2 separate regions of the Mus musculus genome follow, and region 2 is linked to region 1. The links are chromatin contacts, called in public Hi-C maps. All regions are on one chromosome and are shown on one strand. Each heading gives the region's core, a stretch centred on a gene start, on an enhancer-like site or on the middle of the called end of the contact. The rest is flanking DNA. Distances are from core to core; before and after follow the strand shown.

Region 1 (4,897 bases), core at 2,055-4,554:
AAAACTAGCTGTTCTGAATTAGTAGAGAGAATTAATTTGATACCTCAGGGCAAAAACTATAGCAAGGAAGAAAGAGGTCAACCCAAGTCTGAGTTGTCACACCCTCTTCATCCTTACCCGTAGGACTGGCTTTGCTGTCGCCCCAAGTCTGGCTGAGGATGGGACCCACATGGACATCAGCAGCTGGAAGCAGCAGAATGTGGACAGTGCAGTGGTTCTGCTGAAGGAGAAAGGACTCTGTGTGTCAGGCACTGTGTGTCCTGTAGGGAAAGCGGAAGATTGGGAGGAGCCGGTGGCCACAGTGAAGGGCAGAGGAGGTAAAACACAGGAATTCTGCTTTGGTGACCCACGTCAGAATAACCAGTTATAGGCTCCGCTGATGGCCTGGCCATTTGTGTCACTTGGTGATTACCCCTGAGCAGAACTGAGCAGAAATTAGACACATTCCGGGTATGAGGGAGATGGGGAACACTTTGGAAGCATAGAAAGGTACTTCCAGCCATTTGTAGAATATCCGCCAGACCCTCCTGGAAGATTCTGGGGCAAGATCTGATCAGAGACAGAGATGTTGTACAGGAAGAAGTTCTGGTTCTCAGTCAGAGATAGAGTGTTCAGGAAAAAATGGAGAGGTGACCAGTATATTTCAGGAAAGGTTTAGATGAGAGATGAGTTGGGAAAATGGCAGCCCAGAGTGCCTGGAGTCGGAGGACATAAAAGGCAAGAAGAGCTGAAACCCCAGCTTTGTCAGCCGTGTGTGTGTGTGTGTGTGTGTGTGTGTGTGTGTGTGTGTGTGTGTGTGAGCTCCTGAAAAGAGAACCCATTGTCCTCCAACCTTGCTTAGCATTGTTCTTCTCTAGGACTGGGCCCAGGTATATTCCCAGACCAATAAGCTTGCTGTGCCACTACAACAAAAACTTCCCTTCCTTCCATGTCTCCTCCTCACCCACAGGCCCCGGGACACTGTGTGGGTGTGGATTTCCTGGTGTGTATTGCAGGAGTTAATCCCTTGATAGGAAGCACTTTAGGGAGCAGTGAACAGATCTGGGGCGAGGTGAGATCTGAGGAACCAACAAGAGGCTGGTAGAATTTCATCCTCAATGTTTGGATAACCCTCTCCCCACCTAAGCTTGAGCCCCCCTGTACTCCTCAGCGCCACACATCCACTTCCTGTCATAAGCTCATTGACATGGGGCAAGGCCAGGCGTTCAGACTCCCCGATGTCATCTAAAGAAGTGAAGGTCCTTACTTGCTCAAGGATGCCTATTCCACGTCACTGGCACCTGTGGGCTATCATCCTGAAACCCAGCCTTCCTGGATCCCCTGATAGATTCTGCTTTGGTCCAGATGGAGCTAGAACCTTTAGAGACAAGGAAAGGTATCCCAGACTCAGACCTTCAATCCCAGAGTCACCAAGTGATCCCTTTTGTACTGAACCTTCAAGATGTCCCCCTTACCCCACAAATGCCTCAATAAACTTCCCTTGGCAGAAGTATCATGTACCCATTCCAACTTGCTTGTTTCCTAATGTGAGAGAGCACTGCATGATCATATCTCTTCTCCCCTGGCCCTTATTTGCTCTGATTTCAGATGAATGTGAAGGCTCCAGCCCTGTTACTGAATCAGCTTCGGCCCCATATGGAAAACAGGGGTTGAGGGTGGGGAAGGGCACAAGGGAGGAGCTACTTGGTATCAAACAGCGAGCAAGGAAGTAGGAGTGTCAATAACACAAGGACAGTAAGAGTTTGTCTTTCACACTTCGGGGTCACGTAAAGAAATCAAAGAACCTGACCCATTATTGTGCCCAGAGAATGCAATGGCCAGGGAATTTGTCAGAGAATCTTCTGGAAGAAGAATAGGGCTGGGGGAGAATCTTGAGAAAGAAAGGCAGGAGTTCTCACAGTTGACCTGGAATTAAGAAATGAAAGTGATTTCTTTTAGCGTGCAGTAACTTGGGTCATGAGGACTGATGAACCTGAGGTACCCAGTGGCATTTCTGTCATCTGCCTCTCAGCCTCTCCGCACAGGCTGGGGCAGAGGCCAGCCTGACCTGCCCCACCTCACCTGTGAGGGAGCCCTACACCGACTTTCTCTGATTTGATGTCCCACTGATTTCAGTGACCTGAGATGCTTCCAGAACTGTATTCTCCAGGAGTTCGGCGTTTGTTTTGGGCAGGAACCGTGTGGTTGTACTCCCAAGAGCTCTTACTTACTGCATTGCAGACCGACCCCATCATTAAATGTTTCCCGTTGTCTGCTGAGTGTGGTGGTAGACGGGAGTTCAAGGTCAACCTCAGCTACATAGTGAGTTCTGCTTTAGATCCTATCTCAACTCCTTGCTCCCAAATACACACATTCCCTCTTCTTCTCTCTCTCCCATCTACCCTCCCATAATTATTTATATTTCATATTAATTACATAATATACATTTTCTTTCTCCCCATGATACACACACACACACACATATCAGCTTTCCTATGTCAGCTAGTCGAGAATCTCAGGCTCCCCCCTCCTAACGCTGTCTTAGCCTTCTAGTCTGCCAACCTGATCCAGTCTCATTCTCCTTTAAAAATCTCCGGGTCTCTTCCCTTGCATAACAGTTCCTCCTCTGAAGACCAGCATCAGCAGTCTTCCCAGTCAGCACAATCTATAGAGCCAGCTTCCCTCTATAACTCAGAGTGGCCAGCAGAGGTTGTTTCTGGGCCAAGCGCTTTGCAGACATTGCTTTAAGATGCTTGTTCCGGGGCTGGTCACGTAACTTGGTGGCAGAGTGCATTCTCAGCTTGCAGAAAATCTCCAGGGAGAACAGAAATCCTCTGACTGCACTACTTCCCCCGCTCCTCCCACACTGGTGTGAGTCTCCAGAGCACAGGCTGAGCGCCTGGTGCAGGAGGGTGAGCACCCAGGCTGGGGCTGTGTTTCTTCTCTAGACTAAAGTGGTCACCTGTGAAATACGACCAGCGCTTCTGACTGATTATGACTATGAAGTTCCCTTCCAGTTCTAACACAGGCAAGGTGTGGGATTAGATTAAACCATGTTTTCAGAAATGCCACTTTTGTAGGTTAAAAATGACCAGAGAGTAATTCATAGGGCACAAGTCAATGCCGTGATGGTATTAGGGGTTTGGGTTTTTTTTTTTTTTTTTTTTAGCAGCATGATCCTTTCCATCATTGTATGAATCCAAAACAAACAGACAAAAGCAGACGATGCCCAGGCTGAAATGTGGGTTTTTTCCGTTTCCTGGTACCTGACCTGGGCACCTCTGCAGAACCTAGCTTCATGGAACCAGCAGTAAACGGCTAATGAGAGGAGAGCACGGCCTCTGAGTCAGAGGCCTGCCTTTAGATCCAAGCTCAGCACTGCTGGGCCTCTGCCACTTACATTCCTCAGCTCGCCCTTTTCTTGTCTAGCAAGAGCTCAGCTGATTAGCAGCCTTGTGACATGTGATGAAACATGTCAGCTACCAGAAGTTAAAAAAAATCGATATATATTTAGTATAATAAATAATAAATATCATTTGAAAATAAAGTAACCTGCAATCTAGTTTATCACATAGGTAGTGCAAATATAACTTAATAACCAAACTCAGTTTATCATTTATAAAAAATATTAAATTTATTACTATTATTCTGGGATCTAAGCAAGCAAAATTGCCTCAATCTTTTAAAGAAGGCAGGTTTTTATGAAATCCATTTAAATTGTTTCCATTCATTCTTATCTACTTGCTAAAATCCTAATTATCCTTCTTCATGACCTGATTTAAATGGAGCTTCCTGTATGCTGGAGAAAAGGTCCTCATAGCCTGAAATTCTATACTTGACAAACACATCTTCCGAAAACTAGGGTAGAGTTCCAGCACTCTGGGGCTGAGCAGGAGTCAGTCACTAACTGGCGTTCTAAAGTATATGTCTCACAGTGCCGAGGAAGCAGGCAGCCAGTCCGTGAAACATGAGGCAAAAAAGGATGGAAAGATAAGGAAATTGTAACATGAATGAAGCAAACTGTCTATTACCCAAAACAAAGATGTTTAGAAGTTTCAAAGAAATAAAAACGTACCACAATAATTTTCACATCAGAAAGATAGAAACGGCGTTATGCTGTTAAGAGATTCTTAAGCTGTTTAGACAGGGCAAGAATATTAGATCTCAATTAAACAGCTCCATTTTACTTTCTGGGCTAACAGCTCCAAAAGTGTTCAGAGAGGAGAAAATAAGTTTTTAAACTAATAGACAGAGAGGTAGAAACAAACAAACCAATCCAAAACGCAATAATAATGAGCAGGTAAAAAGTAACTTGGGGTGGGATGAATTTTATGTAGTCTAACTCTTACTACATCAGTAGACACCGTGAAGATATAAAGCCGCCAAGCCGGGACTAGGAAGAAAAAGAGCTCAGGGTTAATAACACATTTCCCTCACAAGGCTTGAGGACCTGAGCTTGCTCCACAGAACCCACACCAGAGAGCCAGACATGTCACCACTGAAGGCCCTGGCTGCCCAGCCTGACCTGGGAAGAAGAACCCAGATCAGTGAGAGATCCCTTCTCAAAGACAGTGCGCAACACCTGAGGGACTGTAACCAAGCTTGTCCCCTGATCTATACACATCGCATGAACACCTGAACACACACATTCAAGTGCACATGCACATATGCACACGAATACACACACACACACACACACATAAAAGGAAGAAAGAAAAACCACTGGTCTAGAACCTTTAGTCAAATTGGGGTTTTAGTACATTGTAGTTAAAGAGAATTACATCACTATCCCGCTTCTCTTTCGTCTGTCCAGCCTCTTCCAGAAACCCTCCCTCAACCCCTCCCATGGCCCCCCACTTTCAAATTGATAGTCTTCTTTAATTATTATTATTGTTAAATACAAATACACTTAACTAAT
Region 2 (5,323 bases), core at 2,188-4,687, 40 kb after region 1:
AACTCAGGACAAATGACTAACTGAGGTACCTATTAAAACATCAAACACTGGTCAACAGGCTCTCTCAACATCCAAGCACCAGTTACTGAGTCCTGGCTCCTCTCAGAGCTTTTCACCACCCCACCCCCACCCCACCCCCACCCCACCCTCTCCAGCCCCTAAGTTTGATTCCCTTCCCCTAGCTTCTGATTTCTATGTAATTCTTGGTTCTTCTCCTTTTTCTCATCCCTCTTTCTGCTCTTTCTTTCTTGCTCTCCCCCACCCCTCTCATGACCCAGACTGGTGTGTGTGTGTGTGTGTGTGTGTGTGTGTGTGTGTGTGTGTGTACTCTTCCAGATGTCTCTGGCTGTTCTTTCCCTCATACCTACAATAAAAAACCTTCTCAGGCATCCCTAGGAGCAGTCATGTCCTCACTTTCATTCAGCAAGCTAGTAAATGACTCTTAAGTGCTGTGTCTTACCATACTATTCCAGAATGTTCCAGTATCAAATCCCATCAAGTCACCTCTGGGTGGCACCCATCAGCTTTTGCAACAATCTCTAGTCTACATAACTAAGCATTATAAACTCTTCTAAAGTCATGTATGAGTGAGTATAGCTCAAATGACCCAAAGAACCAAAAGAGATTACTTTTTCGAGTCCAACACATTCTGATTTTTTTGAACCCATTCAAATATACTCATATTTGGAGGTTGTTTATAGATAGTGCTTATGATATTTCCAGTAAGAAATAGGCATGCAGACAGACCAGCCAAGCATGGTTTTTGTTTAGAATGTGAATACGAATTACTTCAGTTCATGGGGAACCTGGAAGAAGAGAAGCAGAAAGGATTATAGAAGCCAGAGAGGTGGAGGACACCAGGAGAACACAGCCCACAGAATCAACTAAACGAGGATCATTGGGGCTCACAGAGACTGAAGCAGCAAGGAAGGAGCCTGCATGAGTCTGCAGTAGGTCCTCTGCATATACATGGTAGTTGTTTATTGTGGGGGTCTTGTGGGACTCCTAACCGTCAGAATGAAGCTATCTCTGACTCTTTTGCCTGCTCATGGGCCCCTTTTCTTCCTCCAGCCCTGATATGAGAGCTTGTGCCTAGTCTTATTGTAGCTTGCCATGCCGTGTTTAGTTGATATCCTGGGAGGCCTTTTCTTTTCTGAAGGGAAATGGAGGAGCAGTGGATCTGGGGGGAGGGGGGGGCAGGGCAGGCGGGGGGAGGGAATGTTGCCATTGAGATAGATTGTATGAGAGAAGAATTTAGAAAAAGAAAGAGTGAGACTATGACTTGCTTCAGTTGACTGCAGTGTTATGGGTGACTCTTAATGCAAGATAGCCTAAGAATTCTAGTGTTTCGTCCAGCCTCTGGAATTACCCCAGCTTATCAACCAGGCTCAGTCATGTGTGTCTACATTTAGATCAGTTCTCACTTGTTATCTGCCTTAGGATATTATCTTACATTATTTACTGTAATGTATACATTACAGTATTTGGTACACAACAAGTTCAAGGCCAAGCCTAGACTACATGAAATGCTGTCTTTTTAAAAAAAAAAAAAGAAAAAGAAAAGGCACTGTGTCAGCGTCTCAAGAGTATGAAAAGCCCTGAGGAAGGCAACTTAATGGAGGGATTAAAGGAGGAAGGATTTGTTTTGGCTTCTGGTTTCAGAGATTTCAGTTCTTGGTGATTTGGCGCCATCACCGTAAGCTCTGCAATGAAATGAAGCTTGTGGTGCAGAATACAGAATTGATCACTCACTTGACTGTAGCCTGGTTAGAAGTGAGTAATATGAGTCAGGGAACAATATATATCCTTCAAAGTCACACCCAAGTGACCTGCCTCCTCATATCCCATTCAGCTACAAGTTCCCCATCATGATCATCATCTGTCAGCTGTGTCACCAGGTGAAGATCGAGCCTTCATACCTGGAGTTTTCTGGGGCAGAGGCCACATTACAATCAAGCATTAATATATACCATTACACTAAAACCTTGAATAGATCTCAATCTCCCCTGACCTACATGACTGCAGCTGTGAGTTCTAACAGCCTGTAGAGGAAATGGAAACTGGGATTCCTCCCACATGAACATGGACTGAAGCTAGCAGGATCGAGGAGGAAGGGGAATGCTGGATCAGTGGGAGCAGCATCGTGAGTCTCTGGCCACACTTCGTGCACGGTTGAACGATATTGGGATGACTGCAGCTATGGGCACTGCTTTAGTCAAGCCTCAGTTCTGTTACTCTCCCTAAACTCTCCCTTTATTCACGGGTCATGGGGCTGGGCTCTCACACAAAGAATTATTGACATCAGCACTTCTGTGTCTAGCATGTCATTGATTCCTTCTTGTACACTGGATAGCCTATACTGTTTCAAATCAAGCCTCGTGGACATGAGCAGGACCAGCTGATCCCTTTAGCATATCCAATCAACACTGGCCTGGCGATGGTGCATTTAGGTTTACAGTACTCAGAAAAAAAAAAAAAGTGTTCCTCAGTCATCATGCTACCCAGCCCACTACAACATTGATGGTTTCATAGCTGAACATGACGTGCCATCGGGAAGTAGGGCCTAGGTGGAGAAAGGAGGTGACCGGAAGCATACTGTAAAGGAATGTCCTTTCCCTGAACCATGCTCCCAGTTTCACTCTCTTCTCTTCTTCCTCCTCCTCCTCCTCCCTCCCTCTCTCTTCCCTTCCCTCTCGCTCACTCCCCTTCCCTCTCACTTTTCCCCCTCTCTTCCATTGTCGATCTCTCTGCAGCTTTGATCCACCACACTCTTCTACCAATGATATTCTTTTTCTTACCCACAGGCATGTACAGTGGAGGCAGCCAACCATCAGCACTTAGCCTGAACTAAAACACACCTTTCTTCTGTTATGTTTATGTCCTGGGATATCTTGTCATAGCCTCACAAAGCTGATTTATGTACTATCCATGTGACTGATCAGTTTCCAGCCCACAGGGAGATTGTGCTAATACCCAGTGCACTAAAGTCCCACCCTAAATCACAGCGTGACTGCATGCAAGGGGGCTGCCATAAAGAAAATGCCGACCTGACCACTCTGTAGTATGGTTAAAGTTTTATTGTAAACATGAGAAAGAGAACAGCCAGGGGGTGTGGGAGAATCCAGAAGAGAAAGACAAGGCAGACTAGATGTATTCCTAAGACTACTCTTGGTGCTAAAACTATCTTGGGTGACTAGCCCTAAATTCCTATACAATGAGACCTGAGTCTGTTCTGGACTCTCCCACACCCCCTGGCTGTTCTCTTTCTCACATTTACACTAAAACCTTAACCATGCTGTGGAGTGGACAGGCCAGCAGTGTCTTTATGGCAGCCCCCCTTGAAGTCATACTGATAACAGGTTAACTGCCTGGTCATTTAACTGTTATCTCTCCACTTCTACAAATGACACTTGCTTCCTGTATACATCAAGATTGTAATTCTGTTTTTAAAACCTCAAACCAAGCAGAGGTCAGGGCTGCTTCCCACTAATCTGCTTGGTACCATCCCATCAGCAGTTAATAAAGACTCCACTTGACTTATTCAGGCCTCTTGGGAGTTTTTCTCTTCAGGTATCCCATAACAAATATGGTCAGCAGACTGGACATGGCTAGGGCCGTCTGCAAAAGAAGGGAGAAGAGCAGCTGGATAGAGGCTAGAAAATGAGAGACAGCACCAGCATGGACTTTGAGATGACTGTCAGGCACTGGAACCTGGAGGTCAGCATGCACTTTGATATGCTCATAGGCACCACTGGGTAACCACATGTCCCTTCTGCCAGAGGTAAGGGAAATGACTCCTTTTGGCAGACCGGACCTGGTTTTGCAAGTGTCTGAGGAATGCTGGTTTTTAATCTAACCACCAGACTCCTCCTACAGTCTAGGTTGAACTCAGTTCTGGCTATTCAAATTGCCTTGGGAGTTTGGAGAATTGGAATTGCCTTTGGAGTTAACAGTTACCACCTGGTTGGCTCAAATCACAAGCCAGACTCCTACCAGACAAGATGTTGCAAGGCTTGGCAATTACCTCCCAGAAGATAAGGGATAGTGCTCCTTCCTGCCATTGCTACAAGGCTCAAGCCTTACTGAAACACCCCTGGGAAACTGCAGAACGGTTCAACAGCGTCTTCCTTCCCGTCCACACAAGCATCGGCCTGGGAGAAGGAGCCTGCCTCTGCATCTGGATTTTCTACTCACCCTAACAGCTAGACTGTGAGAGAACGGCAGACAGTGAGTTGATATAAGTGGGATTTGATGGTGTACCCTTAAAAGGGCCAAATTCTGTGAGAGAAAACATCCTCTCACTCAGGGGAAGCGGGGGTCTCTGGGAGCAAGGTTTCTCTTGCTTAACAACAGCCAAGACAAGGGCAGACGCTGGTTTCAGAAGATGAAATCCCCATGTGCTGATTACAATGTGACCTAAGGCATTCTGAAGATGCTGCGTCTCTAGAGAAGGGTCTGCCGACTGCCCAGCCATGGCTGGCCTGAGCACGGTGATTACAGGGAGATGAAATGTGGTGGGCCAAGAGCCAGAGTTATCTTGAGTTATGTTTTGTAATTTTCAAAAGCCATTGTAATTTACAAAGTCAGCCTCTGTATCTGACCCAACGTCCTTCTGGCTATCAGATACAATTCTTGGAACCTATCACCATCCTTAACAGACCCCCCAGCCTCCACCAAATCCTATAGAAGACACCACCGCTCATGTGCATGTGTGCGCATGTGCGCGCGCACACACAAATGCCCTGACCCTGCAAGCTCTCCTCCTGCTGCCTCCACGGACTTAAAACTGATTGGTGAGCTTTTATGTGCTGTGCCTATAAAAGTTCATATAACCTTTTACACAGTCGAACATGTCATTTAGAGTAATTTGAATTCACATTCCCGGATGCTTTTCTCAGAATAAATTGTTTTCTTATTTCCTTTAAAAAGGAATTATTTTACACTGGTACAACTTTGACCCAGAATCAATATTTGTATAGTAGAAGGCAAGCAGTGGTTTTAAATGAACATACATTTTATTCTTTTTTTTTTCTTCAAATAAGTAACACTTTGCATACACACCTGAATCTATGAAAGATCAGGGAATTGTTGGGCCTGAAATTACAGTTCAGGGGTAGAATACTGGTTCAAGGCCATAGGTTTGGGCTCCAGAACACAAACAAAATTAGAAACCGATGCAATGCACCCAATTTTGTACCTGCTAAGTCTTTATTTGTGCCTCATAATGTCACTGACAATTTTAAAGGTCTTAATAAAATAATACCTCTGAGTATATTCTTACTCACAGACTGCTACATTTATGATTAATTGCTTACTATCCTAT

What was found. A called contact is a pair of places that touch in the nucleus more often than the background predicts.
Region 2: a contact with region 1 is called in a Hi-C map of the Ba/F3 cell line, with 2.7 times the contacts expected there. The contact joins two enhancer-like sites. A contact is called at or near these places in 14 of 484 Hi-C or Micro-C datasets (the 63-12 cell line, the Ba/F3 cell line, the G1E-ER4 cell line and 8 more), 4 of 115 datasets of contacts at active chromatin or transcription factors (CD8 T cells, the HPC-7 cell line, embryonic stem cells and 1 more) and 1 of 9 other capture datasets (embryonic stem cells).

Annotation. Positions count from the first base shown.
Region 1 is chr14:55,384,232-55,389,128 of GRCm38.p6, forward strand. No RefSeq gene overlaps it. Among named protein-coding and RNA genes, the nearest start is that of Gm52145, 52 kb to the right of the region's middle. Within about 2 kb of position 3,305, at least 33 of the 459 cell types and tissues checked have an H3K27ac peak or open chromatin away from gene starts, as enhancers often do. A contact at or near this core is called in the Ba/F3 cell line and the G1E-ER4 cell line, where this site is marked.
Region 2 is chr14:55,424,309-55,429,631 of GRCm38.p6, forward strand. No RefSeq gene overlaps it. Among named protein-coding and RNA genes, the nearest start is that of Gm52145, 12 kb to the right of the region's middle. Within about 2 kb of position 3,438, at least 5 of the 459 cell types and tissues checked have an H3K27ac peak or open chromatin away from gene starts, as enhancers often do. A contact at or near this core is called in the Ba/F3 cell line and the G1E-ER4 cell line, where this site is marked.